Linked DNA regions of Mus musculus: region 1 is linked to region 2. A link is a contact called in public Micro-C data. All regions are on one chromosome and are shown on one strand. Each heading gives the region's core, a stretch centred on a gene start, on an enhancer-like site or on the middle of the called end of the contact. The rest is flanking DNA. Distances are from core to core; before and after follow the strand shown.

Region 1 (6,342 bases), core at 2,530-5,029, 210 kb before region 2:
ACTATCCAGGCATTTCTGTAATAGCTATTAGCATCCGAGACTCCGCCTACTATTTTCCACGTCCGGGTCACTTCCTTCATTCCCGCAGCCAGGAACTGAATAGGTTGATATGAATAACCCTGGGAAACTAGGTCACGAGGGCAAAAGAATACAATATACCTGAAATTAAAATTTAAATATTTCAATATGTAAATAATATCAGAGGAATAGAAGTGAAAATCTAATTCACCACCACTAAGAACATGGCGTAACACAACCAAAGCAATCATCCGTAAAAACCTGGAAAAAGCAGACTGGATACTAAATTGCTTTTTACGTTACACAATATATATATAAGTCTGTAGCATGAGGAGGAGAAGCCACGTACTTTGCAATGCTCTATACAATTTTTTCATTCATCCATACACTATGAGAAGAAAATTAGGTACATAATTAATTAAGAGAAAGAAGCAAGTGCCTTACCAGTTCCAGCAGGTATGGACTATGCGCATACGATGTCTTTGTTCTTAGGGAAAAGGAGTTAGACAAACCAGCCTTTGGGCAAAAAAGCAAGGGCAGCATTTCTACTCCTACCACTATCTTGACCTGTGTCCCTTAGCTTAGAGTGTAAGTTAGAAATCTATACAAAGACAGAGAGAACTCCCAAGGAAATAGGCTGATGTTGTGGAGAATGTATGTTCATGCATCTGAAAGAATATTGAGCTCAATCTTTAATTTGATTGAAGAAGCTTAGTTATAGCCAGTGAAGTTGTTGCTAATTTAACAGTAATACAGCTGTTCTCTGGTGATCCAGAGTTTTAAACTTTGTTCTTCAGCATCTCCTCAAATACTACCAACATTATTTACTAGAAAATACAGGTTTTCCCCTCCATTCCTAATAGACAGTTTGGTATGTAGAGCACAATACATCTTCTAATGGAGTGATACAGAAAACAGGGCACAGAAAAAAATGTTTGGGCCGGGCGTGGTGGCGCACGCCTTTAATCCCAGCACTTGGGAGGCAGAGGCAGGAGGATTTCTGAGTTTGAGGCCAGCCTGGTCTACAGAGTGAGTTCCAGAACATCCAGGGCTACACAGAGAAACCCTGTCTCGAAAAAAAAAAAAAATGAAAAAAATGCCTGGTTTTTTTTTTTTAATCAAGTGTTAATTTTATTCTAATTCATGAGTCATAAACACAAAAACCTCACATGCATTCACCAAATATAAAATATTTGCCAACACTGCTCCCGAGACCAAATATGGAAGCAAAGGTCAGCCGCTACATTCTTCTTACTCAAGGTCCCACTCACTGCACCACAGTCCACAGAATGTCTGTTTCATTTCATCTCAACACAAGACAGGCGGTGGCTCTGTACAGCTGAAGCAGTTGCTTCTTACACCTCAAAGTGGCTCTCATACACTGCTCCTTACTACATAAAGTAAAGGCTACAGTGCTCATCATTGGATTCCACTGGTTGCTGGATGGCAGGAATCAACTTATCAATCTTATCAACTGTTCTCGAACCAAAAACTCAGCACAGTGAAAAATAGCTCTAAGCTGAATTCAATCTGGAGGCAAAATACAAAACATATCAAAGAATCAATTAATTACAGAGTAAGGAATGAAATATCTGGAGACAATTTTAAGTAAACTGAAGTAAGATGGTTTAAATTTTTTTTACATTGACATATGATATTTTGAAAGTTTTAAATGTAGAAATGATTTCTAGGAAGTTGGACAATGGAGAAAAAAATCATATACACTTAAATAATGAATTGTCTATATATTCTTAATAAAATGAGACAATACTTTGGTATCTCTTATAGATTAGATAAAGAACAGATGCTATAGTTTTCCTTCAGTAGTAACTCACATTAAAAATGGCATGCTCAAAAGAACAAAACCAGTATTACAACAGCTCCATTTGCCTTCCCTAATTCCATCTGTAACATGTGCTCAAACTTATTACACAACAGCAGCTTTTACATTCAACTATGCCATATAACAACACACCATCTATAAGTTATAATTGTTGCTTTTTTAATAAGATATTTGTTTTTTTTTCTTTTGGTTTTTCTTTTCTTTTTTTAAGATTTACTTGTTTATTTTATGCATGTGAGTACACTGTAGCTGTACAGATGGTTGTGAGCCTTCATGTGGTTGTTGGGAATTGAATTTTTAGGGCCTCTGTTTGCTCCGGTCAACCCCACTTGCTCCAGTCAACCCCCGCTCACTCAGGTCAACTCTGCTCACTCAGGCCCAAAGATTTATTTATTATTATACATAAGTACATTGTAGTTGTCTTCTGACACACCAGAAGAGGGCGTCAGATCTCATTATGGGTGGTTGTGGGCCACCATATGGTTGCTGGGATTTGAACTCATGACCTTCATAAGAGCAGTCAGTGTTCTTACCCACTGAGCTATCTCACCAGCCCTCTCCTTTTGGTTTTTTCAAGACAGGTTTCTTTTGTAGTCCTGGCTATCCTGAATCAGCTCTATAGACCAGGCTAGCCTCAAATTTACAGAGATCTACCTGCCTCTACCTCCTGGGTGCTGGGATTAAAAGCACATGCCACCATTGCCCTGCATCAGATATTTCTAAAGTACACATAAAACCTTACATATTAGTGAAACCTCTGTGCCCACCTGAGTTGCCATGGAGCAAAAGGAACAACTCTGTCATGTCCAACAGACTTATGAATGAGCGTGAAAGACAAATGACTGCAGACAAAATCACTCTTGTTCTACAATATAAGTTAGCTATATAATGTTCCGCTGATGAATTACTGGGAAATGTCATTAATTAAACAGCACATCTCTTCTGTAAAGATTGTAATTTCACCTTAAGTTTGTAATATCCAAAAAACCTTTACCTTGTAAGTACCTAAAACATACACATAGATACATATACATATGTATACATACAGGAAAGGAAAAAGAAATGGAATGAGAAGATAATAATGGATTTCTCAGATACTTTTAAGTTCTGTGGGTCAGATTAATAAAAAGAGAAAAATGACAAAGGGTAGAAATTAGTGTAAAATAGGATACAACCAACATAAACCAGTGTAAACAGGTTTTAAGATGGGAGCTGAATTTAGGTTAAAACCAGGGGTTAAGCAGAAGGCGCTTTGCTGGGCTCATCACTGAGAACACTCCCTCTCTTACCATCAACTCTCCCTGTCTACCTAAGGCAGTATCCTTAGGCCAAAACTGGGCCAAACAGAACACAAACCACACCCATGTTAGTCTACTGCAATAGCCCTGGCCTCTGGTTAGGACACCAAAGAAATTTCATGGATATATCTTGAAAAAGATTATAAAACTGTGACTCTTATATTTCCCTCATTTAAATGTAATCTCCTTAAAGAATGCCTGGAAGTTTAAGGAAAACATTATGAGACATAAAATCATTAGATAGAAAAATTATAAATTATGTACTGCCCGCATAAATAAATGGCTTTTTAAAAAGACAACACAAATGAAAGTATATGGAGTTTTCAGACAACAGCTGTATACAGACAGAAGCAAGCTCTTGTCTGTCTTTACCAGTAGATGGTGCTAACCCCCAGGCATGCTACCGTTCTGAAGCTGACCTCACTTGAATATATAATTCCCCAGATCATTTGACTCTCAAAATCAGAAGCAAAGACTGACATGTTATTCTAAATGTTAAAACTTTTCTAATTAAACAATAAGATACACTGTCTTGACTCTAGCATCATTTCTCATATTGAAGAGACTGTAAGGACAACATTTCTATTTCAGAGTTCAAAGCAATTTACTGCTTATGCACCAACTAACAGATGAAATAACCATGGTTTAAATCTGGGCTCTGGATACTCAGGGTCTCCAATTCCTTGGCTAAGTCATTAATTTCTTTGTGCCTTGCGTCACGCTCTGTTAAGGCTAAAGCAGTACTCACCACAGCTTCAAAAACCCAGAATTACAGGGCCCAGATATAACTAGTGACCTGCATCCAGTACAGAGCAAGCAAAATCCGAGTGTGAAGACTAACCAGAGAAGCATGGCACTGTGGCCATGAAACTCTGGCAGCACACACACACCCTGGTTTAAAGATGAGAAAGGTTAAATATAGGCGAGCAAAGAACAGAACAAAATTAATTAACAATGTCAGAATATTCTGATTTTGTAATATCCTTTGTCCAACAAATAACAAAATTCTTTATATCTAGGTAAATTCCAAGTATTACATATATAACAGAGACATGTTAAATAATAATAAATAGGCTTGAATTTGAATTAGAGATAAATATTAGTATGAACTCAAGTCATTTTCTCTTTCTTTACCCTAGCTCATTTCAATAGATGCCTTAGCAGTGTCTCCAATGCTCTGAGTGAACCTTGAAAAAACTATTTCTCCTTAAATGAAACTAAAACTAATTCCAGAAGAAAGGTATAAGAATCTTAAAATACCAAGAGGCATGAAAGCTGAAAAGGCTCCCACTGGCCAAAGATGGAACAGATTCAAATAATGACAAAAAATGCACTCTGTATAATCTCACAAATCATCCTTTAATCTGAGTTCATACACAGGTTTGTTGCTGTTGTTGCTGTTGCTGCTGCTGCTGTTGTTGTTGTTGTTGAACTGACCATCTTTGCAGGATGACCAGCAAACAAATAACCAAGCAACAGCCCTGCCTCTCTCTGAGAAGTACAACAAGCTAAATAAAGATCGGGCAAGTCAGAGTGTTGATAAATGCACGTGTGTGGCGGGAAAGGAAGGAGTATCAGGAGCAGTGGCCATACATCACAGCAAAGAGGACAGAGGGAGGGAGACTCTGTAGGGATGGACAGTAGGTCATGAGAAAGCTCAGGCTGTTGTTCCTGAAAAGACATTATTGCACGCAGGAGTGGCACACTATAACTTATTTTAAGATAATCACTTCATCATTATGTGAAGAATATCTAGGGGGTAATGAATAAAGCAACTAGCCCACCTAGGAAGTTACTGAAAGTCCAGGCCAGAAGTGGGAGGACTAGTACTTAACACTAGAAACAGGAGAGATAGGACGGTAACAGAATCTGGCTATCTTCCTTTTTATATAGTCTCAGCATTTATACAACATTAAAATAATCCAAAATGCTAGTATCTCTGTAAACGACCACTATAGACTGGAAGTCCTTTACAGTGCTTCTGGAGGACGATGCTAGGAGATGAGTCAGTCAGTCTAAGACACAGGGCAGCTGTCATGCGCGGAGGCTCTACAGTCACACTTGTTCTGACTCTAGCCTACTCAGAAATTATGGCAACTGTTCCCTGGTCTCAATTTCCTCGCTGTCAAGTGGAAGTAGTAACAACAGCTGCCTCTTGTGGAGGGTGAACAGAACGCACTGGAAGGCAGGCTGAAGACTGGGGAGGGTAGCGCAGGAGAGAGCAGGGAGCTTGGGAAGGATGGGGAGTCGGCCAAAACTAAGCATGTATGAAAATGCCATAAGGAAACCTGTCACATGTAATCCAATGCTTTTAATTCTTAAAGGGTTGGAGAGGTGGCTCAGCAGGTAAGAATAGTGGCTGCTCTCACAGAATACCTGGCTTCCTTTTTCAACATCATAATTGTGGCTCACAATTATGTGTAATTTCAGTTCCAGGGTATTCAATGTCCTCTTCTGGCTCCTGAGGGACCAGGCACATACATACATTCGTGTTATATATACATACATACATACATATGTACATACAGACATTCAAGCAAAACACCCATACACATAAAACAAAAATAAATAAATCAGCCCGGCGTGGTGGCACACGCCTTTAATCCCAGCACTCGGGAGGCAGAGGCAGGCGGATTTCTGAGTTCAAGGACAGCCTGGTCTACAGTTAGTTCTAGGACAGCCAGGGCTATACAGAGAAACCCTGTCTCGAAAAACCAAAATAAATAAATAAATAAATAAATAAATAAATAAATCTTTAAAAACATAATTATAGTAGCTACTTCACAGGACTCATAGTATGAAAATAAATATAAAGAATTTACCTAATATCTCGTTCAATACATACTAGCTATCGAATGATTAACTCCACTCCACCCACCTTCCACAGCCAAAAAATATAAACTACTAAGAGAAAGAAAGTAGTGATTTTACTGAAAGCAAGCAACACCCTGTGAAATCTTTGAAGACTTTCCTGTGTAAGTCTGGTAGTATAGTCTCTTTCATTCTCATTTGATAGAGTGAGTTATGATTTAGATACCAACTACTTGAGAGAGAAATTTGTAATTGTTGTTAGTAAAAAAAAAAATCCTAATTTAACACCAGATTAGATTAAAAAACAAAACACAGTAAAACTTGGAGGAGGCTTAGCCTGCAGAACAATTCGATGGAGTCAGCCATTCCATA
Region 2 (6,351 bases), core at 1,162-3,661:
ATCCTCTTTGTATTGGGACTTAACAACTGTCTCTTGGCACCACCAACTGAAATAATTTCTTAAAGATAAACAAGGAGAGAACACACCTTAAGGAAGTCTAGGAGTGGCTCTGAAAAGAAAAACGTGATTTTGAGGTTGAGCGTCTGCGATTAACAAGAGCTCACAGATAATACTGTTGGGTGGTTTTCCAGAAATGGACACAATCCTCATAACTCTTAAAGAGACTGCAGTGGATATTCTATTTTATAGATGAAGAAATGGAGACTCATGGCAAATCATCTAAGCTATGATGGCCCATAAACAGTATGACCAGAGAGCTGGCTCCTCTTAATAACTCACAACCCAAATCCCTAGGCCTTCCTTGCCACTTACAGCATGTCGCTACTTTCTTTATAGACCTGGGGACCATTTCTGCTACCATTTTTATGTGAACATTCTACAACAGGAAATAGTCTGGAAACCTCATGCTACAGGTGCACTACTGTCTTAGATAATAGACAAGAATACCCAATTAGTTCATTACTATTTGTAGCTAGTAACTAACTGACTCTGCAGCAAACCGTAAGAAAATGAAGCTCAGGTTGACAGCACGAGTGCTAATTACAAACATTAGACCTAGATATCCATCAGAAGCCATAGCACAAGCTCTCCTCGCTAGAAGATTGCTTGATACCTCCACCAAAATTTTAATATTGAAAAGTTGACTTTTCAGAATTATCCAGTACATCAACACCAGTAAAAGAACAGCTAACTCTTCACTACCTCTGGGGAAACTACTTATGGGATCCTGTGGGTGCACAAATACATTGTCTAAAATGAGAAAAACCTGGTTGAAACCATGTTTGTCCTTATAGAACTCACAACGTCAAACACTTGATTCCTCAGTGTCCCCTGATAAGATGATCTACATTGAAGCACTTTTAGCATTTTACCATGCACAGACTATTTTAGTACTAATTATTCATAAACTTGAAAATACTGTTTTCCGAATGGAGTATTTTATCCAGACTTTCTAATAGTATATTCTTTTCTTATTTCTACAGAACAGAAGATGAAAGAGAGGAATGTGCGCTGCATACAGGTAGCAAACACACTGCACCCTGAAACTCATCTTTCCGGATTCTCCAGGCACTTGCTCTTCTTCCTTTTGACCTTTGCTAATGCCCACTTAAATATCACATGATGCCTTTCCTCTAATAAGTCATGCAATGTTTTATCAGCCTAACAGAGAATCCTTTAAATTTATACACACTCAAAATACACATTCTTAGACATACTAGTAATCTCTTTAAAAGATACTATAGTATAGTTGTGGAAATAATAATTGGATATACCCAAATGAATGGGTCTCAAGGCAAGCTCAGAAAGATGAATCCAGGTAAGAATTGCAGTTTTTCTCTAACTCTTTCTGGCACTTTCTATGCAATAATAAAAAAAGAATGGCCTCTTAGAAATGCCCTTGTTTTCCCTGATGTATTATTAATAACACTTGTGTTTTTCTTTCCTATACCGCAATGTATTGCAATTACACTATAACATAACAAAGATAGCAAGGTGGCTTACTTTTTTAATACAGGAATTACTACTGAATATTAAAAATTCAGTTGCAATTGTATTCAGTGCACTATTTGCTTAATTAAAAAAGGCTATTGTGTAACTCTTTCCTTAAACTTGTTCTCAAAGTACTAAACATTCCGAAACAAGACTACTGGCCAGCCTCACCAACTGAAGGACGAGGGTGGGGCAGCGGCCCTGACAACTGCCTTTTTCCTCAATTAGGCAAACACTGAGATCTGCTTATAAATAAACCACTAGCAAGGCAGTGGGCAGATGTACAAAGGAGATTCAGTCCCCGGACCTACAGCGCAGAGACCATGCTGAAGACACGGTGGAAGAAAAGAGACACCAGCTTCCGCGCGGGCGGGGATCCCCCCACGCGAGGCCGAGCCTTGGTCCTCACTCCAACCGAGGAGGGACCCACCCTCGGAGCACGCCGCGGGCAGCGGGAAGAAAGGGGCCTAGCGCCCGCAGAGGGCGGCAGAGACCCGGGTGCGGCTCGCGGTTTCCTCCCCGCAGTGCCTTCCCGGAGCCAAGAGCAGGACAGAGGTCGTCCGGGGTCCCGGGCGCGGCCATCGCTCCCTGCGGGCTCTCAGGTCCCGTCGGGTCGGGTCGGGTCGGGTCGGGTGGGTCCCAGGCCCGGCCTCGTCCTCCGCGCCCAGCCCCGCGCGCCCCGCCCACCCTCTCGGCCCCGCGCTGCGCCCCCGCTTACTTTCTGCGAGTCCATGGCTAGGGACTAAGCCCTCCGGGCCGAACTTGTCACCGGAGCTGAGTGAGAAGCTGGAGGAGCCTTAGAGACCCGCTACCTCTGCCGCCGTCAGCCTTGTCCCGTCCCGCAGAGATCCCGCCCGTCCGCGCCCAACCCGCGCGCGCGCCGCTACCGAGCCGCGGTTGCCAGGGTGAAAGGGCGGCCCGCGGGAGGGTGGGGTGCGAGCGCGCCACGCATGCGCATGCGTGCGCCGACACCCGCACCGGCGGAGAGGATGGAGCGCTGCCTGGCCGCCTGCGTCTTCCTTCTGCAACTGCTTCTTTCTTTGCATCCTTTTTCCTGTGCCATCGCTGCGGGCCTTGCAATGAACCATTGGGCACCCAGCAGCCAGGTCGTGCGGAGAGCCTGGGAGCTAGCTCAGCCCGGGACGCATCCTTCACCTGCAGCGTCTCTCCACTTAGCCTTGGTAGGCCAGGCCCAGTGATCCAGCTGGAATAAACACGCTAGGATGGAGAGGCCGCGGAAACATGTGGAAGGGTCTTCAGGGAGCGTGGTGGAAACCTTAAAGGGCTCTGGGACAAGGGGTAGAAAGAAGTTACAGATACGTGGGTATGGGACCACATGGGCTTTGTTGCCTGGTCAACCTTGCCCTACTAGTATCTTGCTACCTTGTAAGCAAGTCTTTTTCCGTGACCTGTGTCATCAATGAAATAGAATGAATGCAGACCTCGCAGAGGACAGCTTAAATCCTGTGTTTGAACTCCCCAGAGCATGGAGTAAATGAGAGTGGGACAGCACATTAGAATCTGCTCAGGACGGGTGGAGCTGGCAGTGCAGACCAGAAAGCTTGGGGAGAAGACTTGGAAAGGTTCTCCAGAAAGGCAGGCTTCATCTCCATTTAGGTGACTCAAGAAAAATTCTTCTGGGTGTTCACATCCTAATGGAATAAAAGGGAAACGAGTATGAATGAGCCTTACGAACCGGTTCTGCCCTTCTACACAAATCCTCAGTGAAAAGGCCTGCTTCTCAAAGAGCTTACAATCTAAGGTGGGAAATGACAATACAAATCCATGAGGCTGTTAGAAGAAAAGTTTGTAAGAGAAATCAGGGAGGAGGAAGATAGATCAGTGGGCAGACATGAGTACCAGAGTCTGTATACCCAGAACCTGGTACCCACATAAAAGCCAAGTGACCACAGACACACACCAGCACACAGGTGCCCCCACTTGTGTGCCCACACATTGTAATACCCTCGACCAAAGCACACACATGAAAAAATTAACAAAGGAGGAAATTGCATGAGGTAAATGGAAGAAATAAAGTAAACAATTAAATTGCACAGAGTTAATAGACTCCGAAGAGGTGGGGTGCAATTTCCTGACATTACGCAGGAATGACCTGGGTAAGGGTTATATGAAAGGGGTTGAGGAAGAATATCTAGTTAGAAGGACAGTTAAGAATCAAGACCTTGGAGAGGCAGGAGCTGTTTTAGATGAATCATATTTACACTTCAATGTTTTATGTTTCTACTAGAGTCCAACGACACTGTGGTTTCTTAAGATCAAAACTTCTTTTACCACACCTGTATTCTGACCTTAGCAAAGAGCAGGCCACACACTGTGCACCCAATAGACCTTTTTTGTTTGTTTGTTTGCTTTGCTTTGCTTTATTTTTTCTGGAGACAGGGTGTATAGTCCTGGCTGTTCTGGAACTTGCTTTGTAGACCAGTCTGGCTTCAAACTCACAGAGATTCTCCTGCCTCTGCCTCTTGAGTGCTGGGATTAAAGGAGTGCACCACCACCACATGACCCTTTCTTACCTGAACAGAAATGCAAGGTATATGATAAAAGACACAAAAGGAAACATGGTTTAGACAGGGCTAAGGAAACAATGCTCGCAGGCCTGGCTGGGGCTTAGGAGAGGAATGCCCAGCTTCACTCCTGCCAGCTGAAGGGAGGCTGGCATGCAGTCCTTCAGAGGAGCCAGCTCTTGATATCAAGGGAAGGGACTCTACTAGCCAAGCCCCCTCAATTACATGGGGGAGATGTGACAGAAGCCAGGTCCCCAACCACTGACCCAGGGCTGGTGGCTTGGAGGGCTGATCTCAGTGCTGAAGTGGAGTCATTTTCTATGGCTGAGAAATGCAACCTGCAGAGGAGAGGACATCAGAGGTCAAACTGCCACCCTTGACTGACACTGTGGACCCATCACGAAAGGACGGAAAGAGCATTTGGTCTCATCTCCAAAGTTTCACCCCACTTCCACCAGAGGCAAGCTCCTGGGCAAGGTTTGAGTAACAAACACCACCACGAGGTCAAGAAAGTGGGTTTGGGAGACACAGTCGCCCTGCAATGTGATCACCAGACTGTCACAGAGCCACACCCTGGGAGCTCATTTCTGGCTCCTTGCCCCAGTCTCTGTAGCTCTTTCCTTTCAGGCCAGCCAAGCAGCCTGTGGATTTTGACAACAGCTGTACCCCATTTGACTTCTGCTCCCAGCAGATCTCTGACTCTGGTTTGACGTCTGGCTTCCTAGGACAGCTCACCCATGACCATTTGCTAACCTCGTTCTCAGCACCCAGTTCCTTTGGGCTATGATTTGTGTCCCCTCTAGCCTTCAAAGTTCTCTCACTACACTCCCTCACCAAGCCAGGCAGTTAGGCTGCAAACCCACCCACTGAGCCTTTGGACTACAGGCAAGCCCTTGCCTTTCATGTACTTATCTTAGCATACCAAATGAGTTTAGGAAATGTTTTTAAAGTAACGTTATTTTAAAGCAGTTGTTCTTAAATCTTGACCTCAGGACCGACTGCATCAGCATCATCTGATAACTTCTTAGAAATGCAAGTCCTCAGCCTTTTCCTCAGAATCAACAAAACAGAAACTCCAGGGTCGGCTTCAGTAACCCTCCAGATGGTACTAGCATAGCTAACCCTTGGGAACCATTGAGAGGAAGAAAACTGCTCTTTAAGGGGGGTGGGGGAGGGGCAAGGGAATCTGGAAAGATGGCTCAGCAGTTATGAGCATTGGCTGCTCTTCCAGAGGACCTCGGCTCAGTTCCCAGCATCCACATGGCAGCTCAGGACTGTAACTCCCATTTCTAGGCAATCCATTGCCCCTCCCTGACCCCTAAAGACACCAGGCAATCATGTACTCAAACATACAAGCGGGCAAAACACTTGCACATATAAAATAAAAATTAAAAAGTCCTAAGAGAAGAAAACAAAGGGTCTAGAGAGATAGCTTTGTTGGTAGAATGCCTGTCACCCAAGCATGAGGACATAAGCTTGATACCTAGCACTGTCCAGTGTGGTGGCATGCCTGCAATCCCAATGCCAAGGAGGTAGAGAGAAAAGGATACCAGGCACTCCCAGGCCAGCCAGCCCAACCTACTCAGCATGCTGCAGAGTTAGTGATCATGCCTCACGTTTTCAGTGGAAAGCAATTAAACAGGATGATGCCTGATACCAACCTTTGGTGCCCATACTCGTGGTACACAGATTCACGTGTGCCTGTTGGACCTGTGCATACCTGTCGCACACAAACATGATACACTTCAAAGGGAAAGGGACAGCAGGGAGTAACGATATACATTGTTTCCAAATGTGAGCTTGTGGTTCTGAGATGCTCATGTAGTCAGGGCTACCTCATGGAAGCTTCTGGCTTTCCCTGAACTGCTTGCTTTCTGATGAAACCCCAAGGCAGGATCACCTCGTGAATGACACCGCTAACGTCTAGCAAAACTGCCCCACGCCAAACTAGGTTCTTTGTCCTCTTTGAGAGATGTTAGGTACTCCACGCAGGCCTGAGCTTCCTGAGGAGTTCTGGGAGAGGAAGTTCCGTTCTTCTCCATGTATCTGACAACCTTCCCCTTTGAGGATCAGGCAGTTGGATCTACAGGCACCACCAGCTAGCTACACTTGAATCCTGATACCGCCGCTGGTCAGCTCTACAGCTATCAGTAAGCTCTGAGCTTCACTGTGGCTTCATTTCCTACGGCATGGCATGGGGACCATACTTTGCCTTTTGCATTTAGTGAGGATTAAAGGAGACTGTGTATGGAAAAACATCTGGCTTAGTGGGCCT

What was found. A called contact is a pair of places that touch in the nucleus more often than the background predicts.
Region 1: a contact with region 2 is called in a Micro-C map of muscle stem cells, with 6 times the contacts expected there. The contact joins the enhancer-like site here to the promoter of Fsd1l in region 2. A contact is called at or near these places in 2 of 39 promoter capture datasets (the 3T3-L1 cell line and the HPC-7 cell line), 3 of 484 Hi-C or Micro-C datasets (extraembryonic endoderm stem cells, muscle stem cells and myocytes) and 1 of 9 other capture datasets (liver).

The regions. Positions count from the first base shown.
Region 1 is chr4:53,842,683-53,849,024 of GRCm38.p6, reverse strand. It overlaps Tmem38b (transmembrane protein 38B), which reads right to left. Exons shown (of 6, transcript NM_028053.2): 3 at 1-159. Among named protein-coding and RNA genes, the nearest start is that of Tmem38b, 20 kb to the right of the region's middle. Within about 2 kb of position 3,779, at least 6 of the 459 cell types and tissues checked have an H3K27ac peak or open chromatin away from gene starts, as enhancers often do. A contact at or near this core is called in muscle stem cells, where this site is marked.
Region 2 is chr4:53,627,531-53,633,881 of GRCm38.p6, reverse strand. Fsd1l (fibronectin type III and SPRY domain containing 1-like) reads right to left here and starts at 2,411. Exons shown (of 13, transcript NM_001195284.1): 1 at 2,270-2,411. The coding sequence starts at 2,284.